Regions from separate parts of the Mus musculus genome. Here region 2 is linked to region 1. Evidence: chromatin contacts called from public promoter capture Hi-C data. All regions are on one chromosome and are shown on one strand. The core of a region is the stretch at or near the end of the contact, and the rest is flanking DNA. Distances in the headings are between cores, read along the strand shown.

What was found. Promoter capture Hi-C pulls out the DNA fragments that hold promoters and counts their contacts.
Region 2: a promoter capture Hi-C map of macrophages shows a contact between it and region 1, with 5 read pairs. The contact joins the enhancer-like site here to the promoter of 4930444G20Rik in region 1. A contact is called at or near these places in 5 of 39 promoter capture datasets (the 3T3-L1 cell line, the C10 cell line, cranial neural crest and 2 more), 3 of 115 datasets of contacts at active chromatin or transcription factors (bone marrow-derived macrophages and embryonic stem cells) and 1 of 9 other capture datasets (embryonic tail).

Annotation. Positions count from the first base shown.
Region 1 is chr10:22,066,646-22,069,531 of GRCm38.p6, reverse strand. It overlaps 4930444G20Rik (RIKEN cDNA 4930444G20 gene), which reads left to right and starts at 1,453. Exons shown (of 1, transcript NM_053264.2): 1 at 1,453-2,886. The coding sequence starts at 1,453.
Region 2 is chr10:22,296,572-22,299,457 of GRCm38.p6, reverse strand. All of the region lies in intron 1 of Gm26740 (a long non-coding RNA gene), which reads left to right. Among named protein-coding and RNA genes, the nearest start is that of Gm26740, 8.4 kb to the left of the region's middle. Within about 2 kb of position 1,522, at least 38 of the 459 cell types and tissues checked have an H3K27ac peak or open chromatin away from gene starts, as enhancers often do. A contact at or near this core is called in bone marrow-derived macrophages and macrophages, where this site is marked.

The sequences.
Region 1 (2,886 bases), core at 204-2,703:
TTTTATTTATTCTCTTTGGGATTGATCCTTGGTGAATTGGTCCCAGTTTCTCAAGTTTCCTCCAATATTGAAACACTGAACCATACCACCCTTCGTTCGCTATGAAAGGAAGCTCATCAGGCAGGAAGGCAACTCAAAAGATCTAAAGATGGTCCCTGAAACTGATCAAATTCATTAGGCTCCTTCTCTGCCAGAGAGCAATAAAAGCTGAGAGTCCCTCTCAGATGAAAGGAAGCTGAACTGCCAAGAAGACTCTCAAAAGAGCCACCCTCATACCAGCTGTCTGGAAGAAGTTTAGACCAACTGAGCCACCTGAAAAGGACATTCTCCAGTCCTTTGAGTCGTCTATAGGTTGTGCAGTTTCTCCAAGTTCCCAGCTTTTGTGAGCTGTCACCCATGCTGGGTAGGGTTTGGCGATGCAGCTGTTTTTGAGTCTTTTCTGCTACTGTAAGTAACCCCTCACCCATATTCCTATATGTAACCCCAATAAAACTTATCGGTTCATCAAGTATGATGGTGGTATGGGCACTTTGGTCTGTCCTGGATTGCTTATGCAGAGGAGAAACACGTTTTGTCACACAATAAATACTACCTACTACGTTTTATGACTGTAAAATTCTATTTATTCTTTGTAATTAGCAAGCATATTTTGTGTGAGAAGATACTTAGAAGGGCACTTAAATTTCTATAATTGACCTTAATGGGACAGTTTTTTAAAAGACAAATGTACTAGTCAGGACCAGCTGACTAGTACTATGACTATGCTGGGAGGACTTAGGTGACCCTGTACTCTGCCGAAGAACTGAGATATGTATCAATACATTCACATTTCCCACTCGGGCAAGGGAGTGCTTTGAAACCCTGGACCACGTTGGGGTTGGGGAGGGCTTCCACCCTCCAAAACCTTTGCTTACTGTTCTTTCAGGTGACATCACACCCAGCTATGGAACCTTGAAGGCTGTGTCTAGGGGCAACCCCGTGAGTTAAACATCATTGGTGAGGTTGCCTCCGAAGTGTGGGCTGCTGGATTTAGGCCTGCTGTCTCACTAGTGATTAACTAGGACGATTAGTCTGACTTGGAAGTTTTCTATATTTAGCTGGTTACAGCACCCAAGAAGGATACTTCCGAGGAAGCATTCTCAGAACTCCTCTGACTTTTCCAGAGCGGACCCCTGGTGAACTGCCGACCTCTGACTATTCACCAATAGGTCTCTGATATTGACAGCTTAATTATCTCCATCCTTTGACTGACCCTGACCTGCAAAGTCAACTGTTTATAAAGGAGCCTCATAGGTTTGCGACCTTGGACCAACCATCTACTGGAAGAAGTGATTCTTCGGACATCAGGGTGAACAACCCAAGAGTATCCACCCAGAGCCAGGTATAAGGTTGCTTTCGCTTGGTACTATACCGGAGTGAACACCCTCTAAAAAGCAGTCCAAGCAGTTGTCCATGTGGCAACCTAAACAGCCTGGGTTGGAGATGAAGCCTGAAGCTTCAGGAATAGGGCAAAAAAGAAAATACCACGATGAAAGTGTGACAGAGATAGAGTCTGAACCTTTGGGACAAGAACCAAAAAGGAAATGCCAGGATGGAACAGGGATGGTATTTAAAGAGCCTGGCAAGGAGCCTCGAGATCAAGAGCTCCCGAGAGAACATCCTAGCAAGGGTCAGGTACGGAAACCCCAGGGAAAGACTCCAAAACAACTAGAACCCCTAGAGTTGACCGAAGGATCTCCAGAGCAGGTTGTAACTGGGAGGAAGCCTGCTGATGGTGGCAAGGGTCACAAGCGGCCCTATTCCGTCATGGAAGAAAACGAACAAAGCCCCCAAAAGGAAAAATACGGAAGGTTGCTTCAACACCTTCAGTGCGACCAAGATGTGAGTTCAGACCCACACAGGCCTCACCCGTTCCTTACAAACACCTGGAAGATCAAAGGGGGCGAGTCAGAAGACAGTCGTGGATCAGAAAGAACTCAGAGCGATCGAGAACCATCTACTGTTGTTGCTCTAAAAGAATGTCTTTCACCAGAGGAGAGAGAGAAGTGCTGTTCTGAGGAGAAATGTGTTACAGAGAAGAAAGATTGTATAAAGGGTGAAGGAAGAAGGGGGAACAGCTTGGAGCCTGATTTACCAGGAACACAGGCTCAGATCATCCTGGATAGTGGCAAAGGCAATAGCTTATTCCCCAATAAGGTGGCAGTCCTTGCGGCAGAGAAAAAGCCTATTACAGACCGAGGAAAAGGCAGAGAAATGGATCAAATCCTTGATATTACAGAGGACATGGAGAAGGAAATTGAGAATGCATTGGGTCCAGGACCCCAAGAGGAAATCCTAAGTTCCAGATTCAAGTTGCAAATCAGCAGAGGAGACATCCAGACGCTGGAGAACGGTCAGTGGCTCAATGATGAGGTCATCAATTTCTACATGAACCTTCTGGTTGAGAGAAATGAAAACCAAGGCTACCCGGCTCTGCATGTCTTTAGCACTTTCTTTTACCCCAAGCTAAAGCATGGCGGTTACAGTTCCGTGAAAAGATGGACTCGAGGCATCAATCTCTTTGAAAAAGAACTCATCTTGGTGCCTATTCACCAGAGGGTACACTGGAGCCTGGTGGTAATCGATTTAAGAAAACGAAGTATTGTATACCTCGATTCCATGGGGCAGACAGGGAAGTCTATCTGTGAGACCATCTTCCAATATTTACAAAATGAGAGCAAGACACGCAGGAACGTTGAGCTGGACCCTTTGGAGTGGAAGCAGTACAGTGTGACATCAGAGGAGATTCCTCTGCAACTGAATGGGAGTGACTGTGGAATGTTTACCTGTAAATATGCAGATTACATCGCTAGGGACCAGCCTGTGACCTTTTCTCAGCAACACATG
Region 2 (2,886 bases), core at 273-2,772, 230 kb before region 1:
TGGGGTTATTTACAGAATCATGAGTGAAGAGTAATTTGAAAAAAGAAAAAGCAAAACAAAACAAAACAAAACAAAAACAAACCAAACCAACCAACCAACCAAACAAAAAACATTGGGCTCCTTACCAGTGACAACTGCAGTGACACAATGTCTCACCAGGTTCTGGACCACTAACTAACTAATTAATTAATTAATTAATGCAGATAGATTCTCATGAATTGAAGAGCCTCAAAAGCCCCACTGGATCTGTGAAGAGATAATTGACAGGTCTGCTTTTGTACAAGGATCATGCAAGATCTCAGGGCTGCTGAGAGTTCAACAGAGCACCAGCGAGGTCATGATTTCTCCATGCATTTCATATCATCTCACCCTTCCTGATCTTACATCTTTATTCCCTATTTATCACAGAAGGACTTTTAGTCACCTTTACCAAGTGCTGATGTATAAAAGCTATCAAGAAGCAGAATATGGGATTGGTGCAGATTTAAAGCCAGCCTGGGGTACATAATGTGATCCTCCCACTCAGTAAGTCATAGCAATTGAAAAGAATTTAAAAGGCAGCATGTGTAGCAGTGTGTGTGTGTGTGTGTGTGTGTGTGTGTGTGTGTCCTGCTGAATAATGGGAAGGGAAGGAAGAGCTGAGTCAGCAGGGAAAGCAGGAGAGGTTGTGGATCTGCAGGTTGGGGAGGGTTAGGCACATGTAGAGTAGACTAGGAAGCAAGCCCACTATAACGCCCTGCTTTCCTCTAGATCCTGCATATTCTACAGGAGTGGTTTTTTCCTCTGTGTTTTCTCTCTGTAGCCAGGGAGGGGAAAGGGTAGGGCTGGCTGTTGCCCAGAAGCATGCTAGAAACAGATCTGTGGCGTGGGGGAAAGGGCTCTAATTGGGGCCACTATGGCCAAGCAGGAATCAGGCTCCACCTTGCTGGTCCCTCTGTCCAGGCTCCAGTGTCAGATCACTTCTACTCACCATCAGGCATCCACAGAAGCAGCGCAGTAAAACAACTGAGTGGAGCAGCAGAGCCTGGGTGCAAAGATTGCACTTGGAGCCTCCAGCCTTGGTCATGGATCTGTTGCTCAGCCTCCACTGTTACCTGAGCTGACTTGAGCTGCCAAAAAAATCAAGGCTCAAATAGCTCTGACTCAAATAGCTCTGACTCAAAATAAAACTTGCTGCTCCTTCAGAGTTTCTGGCTTGTCCCACAACAGACTCTGCCTCCACACTCCCTACTTCTGCCTAGACTCTCCTCAATTCTGCCCCAACTGACGTCTCTTGCCTTTCAGTTTGTTTTTCTAACTCTAGCCAAGGCCACTGCAGTTGATGTGTCTCTGGTCTCCATTCAGTGAGACCTTTTGTCTTTTCTTCCCATACTGCCAGGGTGAATTCTCTTCACTCATGCTCAGCGCTAGGGAAGAACAAACACATAAGGAATCCTGAGAGGCAGAGAAGAGTATGTCAGCTCTGCAAGCCCCGTGCTTCACCTACCAGCAGCGCAGAGGAGAGAAGGCAGGATGTGTGGATTCGTCCTCCGCATCCTGTCTTCCAGCTTCAGAAGAAACGCAGCTTAAAGGCAGTGAAATGATACACCTAGTGTTTGTTGCCTCTGTGTTCCCTGAGAGGTACCCTTGCCTCTCCAGCTGCATGCAACTCTAGAGAAAGGAGAGTTTCGGTTGTTTTTTGCATGTTCCCACACTCCTGAGCAAAAACACCACACACCATATAAACACAATCATCTCCTGTGTCCTTTGAATTTGCTGCTAGAGTTGTCCTGATTGTTTCTGAGTGATTGCTTGAGTGCCATTCGGTCTTCCAGTCTAACTGTTATTTGTGACTCTGATATAGTAGATTTGTCTTCCCCCTTTGGATACAATTTTGTGCCATGTAATATATGCTCACACGATAAAGTCTTCCAAAGAGGGTTAATTTAAATAGATTATCTGAAAACAGGAAACCGCCTGAGTTTTGTTCTGCTTTCCATTCATAAGACATTAACAAATGTCACAAAACTGTTATTATAAGTTGAACCTTATACAACCTTCACCTAACATAAATCTCATATATATGTTGTCACCAGATGATTTAAATTACATGTTAAATGCAGGTGCCTGCCAAGACCAGACAGTCCTCTGCACTTGGAGTTACTACCTGTGGTGTTGCTAGCCCACTTGTGTGTGCTGGCAACTAATGGAATCCCGGTCCTCTGCAAGAGCAGTCAGTGTCCTTAAATGCTGAGTCATCTCTCCAGCCACTAAGTTACCAGGCGAAATGAATTCACTAACTAAATTAAGAAATTATTCATCAGGATGGCTATTCTAACTGTGTAGAGAAGAACTAAGTTTATGTCCTAAGTCTTTGGAGTTTTCTATTAGACTGTTTGTAGACTTGTATGTGATTAATTTTGCTGTGTGATTTTTTTTTTAATTTCAAGTTTGTTGTTAATTTTGTTTTGTTATCCTTTTTGTTAAACTTCAAATTATCACTTTTTCCACACATCTCTCAAATCCAGTACTATATAATATTAATTATATGCTTTCCTTACTAATACAGACACACACACACTTGATAATATTTTCCAGCTCCCTTCATAGTTGTATACTCTTAAAATACATTGAAGTGCTCCCTAGAGTATCAGAATGTTAGTGTTTCTTTATATGGGAATAGGGCCCTGGAATTATGATTATGAGATATGAAAGTGTAATCAAAAACCAGGGTGGGAGACAAATCTGTCATGGCACAAGTCCTTTTAAGAGAGAGAAAAACAGCACACACGTATCTTAAAACAACCAAGACATGAATCTGAGAAAGGTAGCTATAAACTGAGACACGCCAGGGATTACTTGCTACCACTACAGCAGAGGCAGAGGCAGCAAGTATTTCTCCCATGC